Linked DNA regions of Mus musculus: all the other regions are linked to region 3. The links are chromatin contacts, called in public Hi-C and promoter capture Hi-C maps. All regions are on one chromosome and are shown on one strand. Each heading gives the region's core, a stretch centred on a gene start, on an enhancer-like site or on the middle of the called end of the contact. The rest is flanking DNA. Distances are from core to core; before and after follow the strand shown. Region 1 has its middle 15 kb from the start of Gm25056. Region 2 holds the start of Ifi44 (interferon-induced protein 44). Region 3 holds the start of Ptgfr (prostaglandin F receptor).

The links. A called contact is a pair of places that touch in the nucleus more often than the background predicts. Capture Hi-C pulls out chosen DNA fragments and counts their contacts.
Region 1: a contact with region 3 is called in a Hi-C map of uterus, with 2.9 times the contacts expected there. The contact joins the enhancer-like site here to the promoter of Ptgfr in region 3. A contact is called at or near these places in 3 of 39 promoter capture datasets (the 3T3-L1 cell line, 3T3-L1-derived adipocytes and liver), 1 of 15 datasets of contacts at CTCF or cohesin (the NIH/3T3 cell line), 4 of 484 Hi-C or Micro-C datasets (all in uterus), 3 of 115 datasets of contacts at active chromatin or transcription factors (the NIH/3T3 cell line, astrocytes and heart atrium) and 3 of 9 other capture datasets (adipose tissue, liver and pancreatic islet).
Region 2: a contact with region 3 is called in a promoter capture Hi-C map of adipose tissue. The contact joins the promoter of Ifi44 here to the promoter of Ptgfr in region 3. A contact is called at or near these places in 1 of 39 promoter capture datasets (neural stem cells), 1 of 115 datasets of contacts at active chromatin or transcription factors (embryonic fibroblasts) and 2 of 9 other capture datasets (adipose tissue and pancreatic islet).

What each region holds. Positions count from the first base shown.
Region 1 is chr3:151,940,034-151,943,363 of GRCm38.p6, reverse strand. No RefSeq gene overlaps it. Among named protein-coding and RNA genes, the nearest start is that of Gm25056, 15 kb to the right of the region's middle. Within about 2 kb of position 1,578, at least 2 of the 459 cell types and tissues checked have an H3K27ac peak or open chromatin away from gene starts, as enhancers often do. A contact at or near this core is called in uterus, where this site is marked.
Region 2 is chr3:151,747,841-151,751,363 of GRCm38.p6, reverse strand. It overlaps Ifi44 (interferon-induced protein 44), which reads left to right and starts at 1,454. Exons shown (of 8, transcript NM_133871.3): 1 at 1,454-1,528; 2 at 1,720-2,219. The coding sequence starts at 1,778.
Region 3 is chr3:151,836,154-151,839,357 of GRCm38.p6, reverse strand. It overlaps Ptgfr (prostaglandin F receptor), which reads left to right and starts at 1,830. Exons shown (of 3, transcript NM_008966.3): 1 at 1,830-2,056.

The sequences.
Region 1 (3,330 bases), core at 329-2,828, 100 kb before region 3:
TCCTAGGCAAATAGAGACACCAGGTAAAAGCTCACTGGTATCATGATCATGACCTTTCATAGGACACCAATGCCAAATGACAGCTCAGCAGTTCTATACCTCTTTTGGTGGCAGAAATACCATTGTGTAGTTCAAAGTTATTGACATCAGCCTATAGAAAGGCTAGGAACACAGGGCCCCCAATGGAGGAGCTAGAGAAAGTATCCACGGAGCTGAAGGGGTCTGCAACCCTATAGGTGGAACAGCAATATGAACTAACCAGTACCCCCCAGAGCTCGTGTCTCTAGATGCATATGTATCAGAAGATGGCCTAGTCGGCCATCGTTGGGAAGAGAGGCCACTTGGTATTGCAAACTTTATATGCCCAGTACAGGGGAACGCCAGGGCCAAGAACCGGGAGTGGGTGGGTAAGGGAGTGGGGCGGGGGGGGGGGGGGATATAGGGGACTTTCGGGATAGCATTTGAAATGCAAATGAAGAAAATATCTAATAAAAATTTTTAAAAAAAGTATGTATAACATAGAATGAGTCCAGAATAATGGTAAAGTGATTATGCTCTGAGGTCACAGGTCTGATTTTGAACCTTGCTCCAACATTTTCTAGTTGAATGACCAGGAGAATGTTGTTTCCCAATTTCTACATGTATGTTAATTAGGAATGGCAGCAATGCATACTGCACTTGTTTAACTTTTGTAATATATTTAAAACTTCTGTGGTCTGTAGTATGCACACGTGAATAGACAAATGAATCATCCAATTGAAAAAAAAAAAGAAAGGCTAAAGGCAACAGCCAGGATGCTCACATTCTGTGGGTCCTCATTATTCTTGGGAGTGGATGGCCACCAGCTCACAAGTGGGGATAGAACAGTAGCGTTGAGCGGGGTTCAGGTGGCCGTGCGTACGACAGAATGTGTTCAGGAGACAGCTTCAGTGAGATAGCTCTACTTTTGTTCTGTTTCCCTTCCCTTTTCTTCTTTCTGTTCTTCTTCCCTCCCTCCCTCTCTTTCTCCTTTTTCCTTCTTGTCCTATCTCCTTGTCTTCTAGTCTCCCCATTCCTCCTCTCCACACTTGTAGTCAATGCATGAGCAGGTTTAGGTCATGACTCTTGGCTTTCCGTTCACTGCTTCTTTCCCTATAGTATACTGGGGTGTCTTGAGTAGAATAAATACCAAACTGGTATAAAAAAATGAAGAGGTTTAGGAAGTCAAGTGAAGGCAAAGTACCCCTATTGATGACAAAGCAAGAGAAATCCCTTCTCATTATTGAACCTGATCTTGTATATTGCAAAAACAGTGCTTAGGAGCACAGAGTCTGGCCCTTCATCAACACCACATAAAAGGAATGTTGTTTGTTAAAGCGGTAGATTGGAAACAGCTTGACTACAGCAGAATAGTACTTAGGCATTTTGTTTGAAGCCTGGGATTCTCCACAAGGATTTAGAGTTTGGACTTTAAGTTCCAGAGTGTTGGGTTCTGAGAAAAGTCTGAGAACACTGGAAGGACGGCGTCGTACTGAGACAGAGCGTGGCTGTCTTCTGTGGCCCAAGCTGGAGCAGTGAAACCAGATGTCCTTAGTTTCAACTGCCTTCCCACTGATCTCCCTCTCTCAGGCACTCTGAGATGTCACAGAAGATAAACTATCTGCCCAACTACATTGTAAAAGCTATTTTAGCCTAGTACAGATCTTAAACACAAAGCACCTCTCCTTCTAGACTTAAAAAGTTGACAGTCACTAGAAAGAATCTGTAATTAGCACAGAAACCTGTTAGTTAGTGTAGGGTAAATTATATTTTGTTTAATGATTTAACTGTCCCACGAATAAACATAGAAATGCCCTCAGAGTTATTCCATGGGCATACGGTGTGTATTATCTTAGGGATGTACTTAATGTAGACGAGCAAATGTATTTATCATCTGGATAATAAATTCAGTTCATAGGAAGGATACACTCTAATGCCTGTCCAAAGGGAGACATTGCAGATGAATGTTGGAAGATCTACTGAAGAAAGCAAAAGCAAAAACCTAAGGGTGAGTGTCAGAGGGGCTGTAGCTCAGATAGAGGGTGCTCACCTAGCATCTGTGAGGCTGTAGGTTTGATTCCCAGCTGGGGGTTGAGAGATAGAGAGGCACAGAAAACAATGAGTTAATTTCCTTGCCAAAAGAATAGTTTTTTTTTTTTAAAATGCATCACACCACGTATTCAAATCCTATGCAATTGGATGCTTGAACCAGCTTCAACTGGTTGAATGTTTTGTGTTATTTACAGCTGGAGTGGGATACTTCCCTGATGATTTAATAGAATCTGAAAGCAATCACTTATCAGTATTTATTCCAAGAGGATGCTGCTATATTAATGCAATGGCATAAACATAGGATCTAGTTTAATAATACTTAGGTCAGAGTTTTAGCATTAGTGTCCTAGCAACTTAGGGAAACTTATTTTCAAGAAAATTACCATACCTGTTCAGTGTGGTTTTTGAAGAATTTGAAGTGAGGATGGATATGAAAATGTTCTCTGATATAATATAAAATGTTAACTTTTGTTTTTTTATTGCATGTCAGACAGTTGCCCTAGAAAGATTATATACTTTACTAGCCACACCATCTTGTTTCTAGCTATGTCTCTAGTTTTTAGTAGAAAGCTACCAGCTCCCAACCTGCTACCCCATCCTGGGGTGGGGATGGGATGTTTCCCTCATTTCCTATGCGTGTGGTCTGCAAGCCTCTTTTTGTTGCCTCCCACATTATGTTTTTATGGGTGGCATGCTACTCTCCATTAATCACCACAGTATTATAGAGTTCCTTGCTTCTTTCAATTTGACACAAGTATTTCTGCTAGCCTGTACGCTGACCTGCATGTTGTATGTTTCTGTGGAAATGGTGTGTGTGTGTGTGAGTGTGTGTGTGTGTAAGCACGTGCACATGTGTTGAATTATTTCTTTTATCCCAAATAAAAGCAAGTCAAGATGGGCATGGGCAGAAGTGAGAATGCTTTCCAACCAAAGCTATGAAATGGTTTATTATAGAGATAAAAACCTCAGTGCCCAGTGTTCACAGTTATTCATTTTCGAACACAGCTGAGAGAAAAACAGTCATAAAATCACTCTGTTTCAGGTCTGTGTGAAAACATGGTTAGTATTCAGAAGACATTCCTATTTGAATCTAGAAGTAGAAGGGCAAAAGTGGTGATCGCTGGATTGGAACACAAAATTAGGAATTCATCTTAGAAAACACTTTGCTTTGCCGAAGCAGACAAATATTTACACATAAAGAGTCCATGTAGAACAGAGTGTGAAAGTCTGACGCTGTTGAAAAGTATAATCAAGATGAAA
Region 2 (3,523 bases), core at 205-2,704, 88 kb after region 3:
ATTCACTTTCCACTGCATTTGCCTCTAGCATCCTCCAATTGTTCCATTCATCTCCTTCGATGACCTGTGGAAGAAGTAAAACATGATCAGTGTGAGGTTCATCTAAAACTCCTCAGGGAATCATAGGTAAGCAGGAGGCACTGGACTCCTGCCTTCCCTAGCCAGTTTCAGTTCATCTTAGGGGTGAAATATATAGTTGAGCCAACATATAAGGACAGGTTGGGGGATCTTGAGCCTCTGGGGGATGGTGGTTTGGGGTAAGGACTATGCTGGATGAGTGGGAGGACTTCTTCCTGAAGAATTCAGCCAATGAGACATGGGGCGGGGAGGAGAATGCAGTTGGATTCAGCCAATGAGACATGGTGGGGGGGGGAGGAGAATGCAGTTGGATTCAGCCAATGAGACATGGGGGGGGAGGAGAATGCAGTTGGATTCAGCCAATGAGACATGGGGGGGGGTGGAGAATGCAATTGGTTCAGCCAATGAGGCATCCTGGGGGCAGGGAAATGCAGTTGGGAGAATAAATAAAAAGCAGTGTTCTGCATCAAATTCCATTTTTGATTTTTTCCTGAGTTGACACCTGACTTTTCAAGCTCAGAAAATAAACTTCTTTGTGTTTGCTACTCTGGGTCTCCAGCACTCTTTCTTATTTATTTATTTATTTAAAACATTTTTTTTTGTTTTTTTGAGACAGGGTTTCTCTGTATAGCCCTGGCTGTCCTGGAACTCACTTTGTAGACCAGGCTGGCCTCGAACTCAGAAATCCACCTGCCTCTGCCTCCCAAGTGCTGGGATTAAAGGCTTGCGCCACCACTGCCCAGCAGCACTGCCCTGCAGCACTCTTATTTTTAAGAGAAGATCACTGATGTTCAATCCTGCTGACAGGCAGGATACTCCCCATCCCTCTCTGTACTCTTCTTGTTGAGTATATTGCCTATAGTGTACTGTGTTGACCATGTTTGTTTCCCTTCAAATTTAGTGAAATAAAGGCGACATCCTTCTTGTAGCCAGGTGTTATAGAAGGGTGCTTGTGCTCGCCGTAGCAGCCTCTGGAGGGATGCACACTAGTTTGGAATAAAATGATAACAGAGACTAAGCGAAGCTGGTGACTTTAAGATGCATTTCAGAGATTCAATACATAGTTAATTTTGCTTTGCATGTCCATCTACAGCAACTTGTTGAATTTACCTAAGAAGAAGAAGAAGAAGAAGAAGAAGAAGAAGAAGAAGAAGAAGAAGAAGAAGAAGAAGAAGAAGAAGAAGAAGAAGAAGAAGAAGCAAACCCCAGTCCCATGAGAGCCCCTGCTTCCTAAAATTTCCTGACACACTCTTGGACCGACTTTGCTATTTAAAAGCCTACTGAAGTTGGCTCGCTGCCAGCGTGAGTAGGTATACAGAGTTTCAGTTTTCGTTTCCCGAGCAGGATGAGGCAAACAGAGGAAAAGTTTCTCTTCATTTTCTACAGGCTTGGTCACTGAGACAGAAGCTGCCCTCCTCGGTGCCAGCCTCGGTACAGACTCTTCACACAGGTATGCACTACAGCTTTCTTTCCACTTACCTTATTTGCTTGGAAACAGGAGTATTTAAAAGATTGAAAGCAATTATTTAAATGAACATTTTTGTAAAGATTTTCTTGTTACAGGTTTGTCTCTTGTTTGTTAGTTTCCTGGGTTCTATGAGACAATTGGAGTAAATGAGAGCTTTGTGTGTGTCTTTCTAGACTTCCGTGTTTAAAGAGGACTGTGCTCTTTAAGAGGGCTTTTCCACTAGACTGAAGTATGGCCATGAGAACTCGTTTGACATGGCAGCAAGAAAAGTGCCTGCAGAATTATTTTGGAGGAAAACGTTTTTGTCTTCTTTACAAGGCGAGTGTGCAGAAGTTTTCTCATCAGAATTTGCTCTGCACATGTGAGAATCAAGGTCCTACCATGATAGTGGTTTACAGTGAAAAGTGTGTTATTGGCATGTACCTGAAAGAGGGCTTCCAGGGAAAAGATGTTTCTATCACCATTTTTGCACTCCAAGAGACTGGATTTTCACTATGTGCAAAAGGACCAGATTCACCATATTTATTGTTCCATAAAAGAAAAACTAATGATTTCTCTATACTATTAGATGAGAAAGCTGTGATTGTAAGTTCAGCAATCTGTAAAATGCTCCAACTGACTGCTCGCAATAATGTCATACCTATTCAGGAGTGTGAAGCTTTTCGATGTGAAGGTAAGTTTGCTCAGATAAACCTACTGAAGCTCTCCACTACCTGCTTGGTGACATATGACAATGTTAGATGACATATTCCTGAGGGAAGGACATGCTTAAACTCAGGCTCTCAAGTCTGGAGAGATGACCCACAGAACTGACCTGGCAGAAATTACTAAAATTCTATCATGAAATGGGACTACTTACCTATGTATAAACTCCCTAGGATGTCGTCGTTTTGGGTCATGACATGTGCAGCCTTTACTATGACCCCTCCCCCTTTGCCTGTGGTCATTAGTTGTTTTTTGTGAGTTTGACTGTGTTAGATTCCTCACACTTCTGTGATCACATAGAGTAGTTGGCTTTCCTTAGTTAGCCCAGGCAGTTATTAGTTCATTTCAGCTTAAGAGTCAACTCATCACTAATTTGTCCCTGTCTAAGGTTTTACAATTTATATTCTTGGTTTGACTAATCACTCCTGTTTTGGTTATTGTTGCTTTCAGTTTCTTTGGAGACCCAGTTCCTCTGTGTAGCTCTGGCTGCCTGAAACTTGCTCTGTAGACCAGGCTATCCTCAAATTCACAGAGATCCTCTTGCCTTTGTCTCCGAAGTACTGGCTTTAAAGCTGTGGTCCAAGACTGCCTGACTCTTTTATGTTCTTAAGAGATCCTACGGTTTTTGTTTCCATTTTCAAACATTCCTTATTTCCTACCATGATAAAGCCCCAATTATCACAAAGTTGCTGTAAGGTTTTTACACAGTTGATTTAACATAACTATAGTTTTATCTTTCCTCTCAGACACAGGTGCTATTTCAGAGAGTGCTTTTGTATAAACTCAGAAGTTTGCTTTTATTTTTGTATGTGGTATTTATTTCAAGTTTAATTATGTCTTGGTCATTGAATGAAATCTTTATAATGTATGGTTTTGGTAATTTAATGATATTTGCTTGGTTGTTCTACATGTGGCCCCATAGTGAGAATTATTTAGAGATTTGATAGCATTGCTAAACTAATAGTTTCTTGGAGTGACTAGACATTATTATTTTTTTAATCTACTTTTGACTTCTCTTTTGAGCCAGGAATGCATCAATTAAATAGAAGTTCCTATTGACAGCTGGCTTGGACAAAAATTTATGCATATTTTAAAAATTATTTTTATGCATCTCTGCATACTGCATCTTTCTGACCTAATACTACATTTGGGGGAAATATCAGTTGATGTTAGTCTTACCTTGGTTTGTGTATACTTCCATGTTCTGCCTTTCTGATTCAGAAGACACACCCAGTCCCAATCCCAATTCCTGTTAGAGTGAAGCTGAAAGAC
Region 3 (3,204 bases), core at 581-3,080:
TCTGGTGAATGGATGTGTCTACAAGTGGCTCTATAGGCGTATCAACTTCACACATGCAGCAATAAAACCAAAATGAGATATATTTTAAAAAGGCTGGTCAGCCTCTCATCTTCAGCTCTTCTGTTTTTGCCTGACGGCTTTTCTTTCTGTGGATTAACCCGTTTTGTAGCACTGTCTTTGGGGACTAGGAACTGGGAGTCAGATTAGGGTGGCACATAGGCCTGGGAGCAACATTAAAAGTTGTTCATTGTTCACTTTTTGAGAGCACCTTGCCCTGCTAATATTAATATGTCTAGTTTGTCTGAACTATGTGTTGGTTAAGGAATGGGGTTCTAAAGAGGGAATTCCAATAACAGATGCAGAATAGATTGAAGAAATGATGCAATTCCGGTAGTGCTTTGGAAAAGAAATCACAATTGCCTTGGTTTTATTGAGTGCTACAATTTGACATTGAATGAGCAGGCTGGTTCCTTCCCACCCAGTTCCACAGCACTGGTGTGAGATGCCCCTGTCTCCAAGCTGCAGAGATTCCCAAATCGAAATCTGGCTCTAGAATTCACTACTTCAAAGATTTGGTGAGAACAGGGGAATGACAGAGAAGACCCCCCCCCCCCCCATAGAGGGCCATTTCCACGAGAGAAACACAAGGAAAACCATCAACACACTGAGCTGCAACCAAGGACTGTTAATCATTAAAGGAAAGAGTGGCACTCCGTGTCACATTTTCAGTGTGGCTTGTGACAGGGTTGTTCTTTGGATACTGGCCATCCCGGGACACAGCATTTTCCAACTAATCAAAACATTGACCTCTCTGACCATACCCAAGTCACAGTTTAAACACGCTATGATAATATCAATTAAAACTGCTCTGTCTCCACCACAGGGGGAGAGTGTGCAGCCGGACTTTTCTACAGTTAATGGCTAATTTATTTTATCTTGCCTTTGCACTTTATGAGCCCTTTCGATCTTCAGGAATTTGGAAGCACCTTCTGGCTCTGGAATGGAGAAGCAGATTCCAGAACTCTTTACACAGCTAGTGACAACCTTTTGCTAGGGCCAGAAGGGAAATCGAGGTAATAGGGGCACACAAGTGCTGCGCTGGAAATGACATATTCAGAGGTGTGGATGTTATTAGCTAAAAAACAATCATAGTGAAAAGAACTCACATTGTACAAGTTCACACAGCACTATACGTTTAACAAGCTCAAATAACAGTTCTTAATGAAAAATGAGCGCGCCTTTACTTGAACACAAAGTACATTTTACAAAATCTATAAGGTGTATATCCTTTGTTGTGGATGTCACTAGAAATTCTCTCAAGGACTTCGAAGCTCCCAAAAGGTCTCGAATCCCAGGCCAGCAGGTGCTTAAGAACGCAGCTCTCACTTCCCTTTATACTCTTACCCGGCTTGCACTCCAGTGACAGTGGAGCCTAAGGCTGTTCCTCTTACAGCAGTTGCCCAGAACTTCTAATTCACTCCCTGTGGATATCTGCTAGAAGTTCTCTTTCAAACTGGCAGACCTTTACCCAGATTTCCGCGTCCCTTTTTGGTTGGACCTGGAATTAATTCATTCCCCATAAGCTGTACCCGACAATCCCACACACCAGGCTCTAAACATGCCTTGGTTTTCCTTGTTTCTGTCTTGAAGCTTCGGAAATGACCTCTTTCATTTGGAAACGAGTTTAAAGCAAAACTTTCCGTAGTTGCCTGGTGGCTAAAAGCGTTGTCTTCTGCTGCTCGGTGGCCAAAGCATCAGAGGACCGTGCAGCAGCCTCACCCTGTGCGGGCAGAGAAAGTGGGCGGAGAGGAGAGAGACGAGGAAGGGGCGGAGGTCACCCAGCCCTCCACCCTGCAGAGGCTGGGAGCATCTCTAGGTGCTCTGGAGTTCAGGACACAATAGGTCCTGCGGGTGATCCAGTGCTCAGAAGTGTCCTAGGGAGGAAAGAGAGGTGGAACCCGAGGTTGCGGCTGCGCAGGGCTGGTTGCGCCATGGAACACCGGGCTCAGCGCTCTTCTGCTCCGGACACAACCACTCAGTGGCTCAGGATGCCGAGGTAAAAACCCCGTGGCTGCATTCCCACGGCCGGATTCCCACGGTCCCTGGATTCTCCAGCTGAACCCAGGGTTGATAAACTCCGGTGGCAACAGCTGCAGGGGTCCCGCTGGAGAGCACTATAGGCTGAGACTGGCAGGGATTTTGGACCCAATTCGTGGTGTGCTATGAGGAAAGAAGGGCTTGGGGGCTTCACTGTAAGGATGGGGCTCAGTAGCAAGGATTTCCACCACCCTCAGGAGAGAAGCACGCACACAGGGCTACCCCTTTCTTTCCCTGAGATTCCCTGCTGGCTGCACTACATGGTCCTTACCCCGGCTGCCGCAGACCTTTGGCGCCCCCCAGGGTGGGAGGGAAAAGAACTCTCCGGAGTTTGAGAAATTGCAAAAAGTTTCAGCAAGTTGGTTAGGTTTAGAGGCAATGTTGCAAGCTGAGGCCCCTTGGGGTGTGGGCTTTGCAACTGTCGAAAGTAGAAATGTGAGTAAGACACCGAGGGGGCAGCCAGCCTCTTTCCTTCAGGCACCTAAAGCCTCTGGGCTGTCAAATCCCCAGCCTCCGGGAAAGCTGCTCTGGGAAAACAATCTAATTATCCAGTGGTGTGGTCCTGAAGCTAGCACGGACTTAGGACTCAACACATTAGGGGCAAAAAACCCAAACAGCAAACAGTACAGCATTTCTCACTGGAGGCTACAGTAACCTGACAGCACCCTTCCTCATCTTGGTGCAGGGATTTCTGCCCCGTGAAAGAAGGCTAGATCAGAAATCACAGCCTCAACACTCTTCCATGAGTCAAAGTGTGACTGAGTGTGAGGTGTGTGTGTGTGTGTGTGTGTGTGTGTGTGTGAGAGAGAGAGAGAGAGAGAGAGAGAGAGAGAGAGAGAGAGAGATTGATTCTGTTTGTTGCCCTTTCATGACCTTGGCTTTATGACCAGCAGGTGGATCAAGTACTTGGGGAGGGGTCAATGTCCCACAGAGAAAAGAACAGGATTTTAAAGGATTAGTTATTTCAATAGATTGCTATGCGTTAAAAACTCCATTGGTTTGAAATCTAACCTTCTTAGTGCTTTAGTAAGACTTCAAATGATTCAAGATGTCAAGGATACATCAGGATGGCTTTTTTTTTTTTTAGATTTCTCTCTCTCTTTCTAG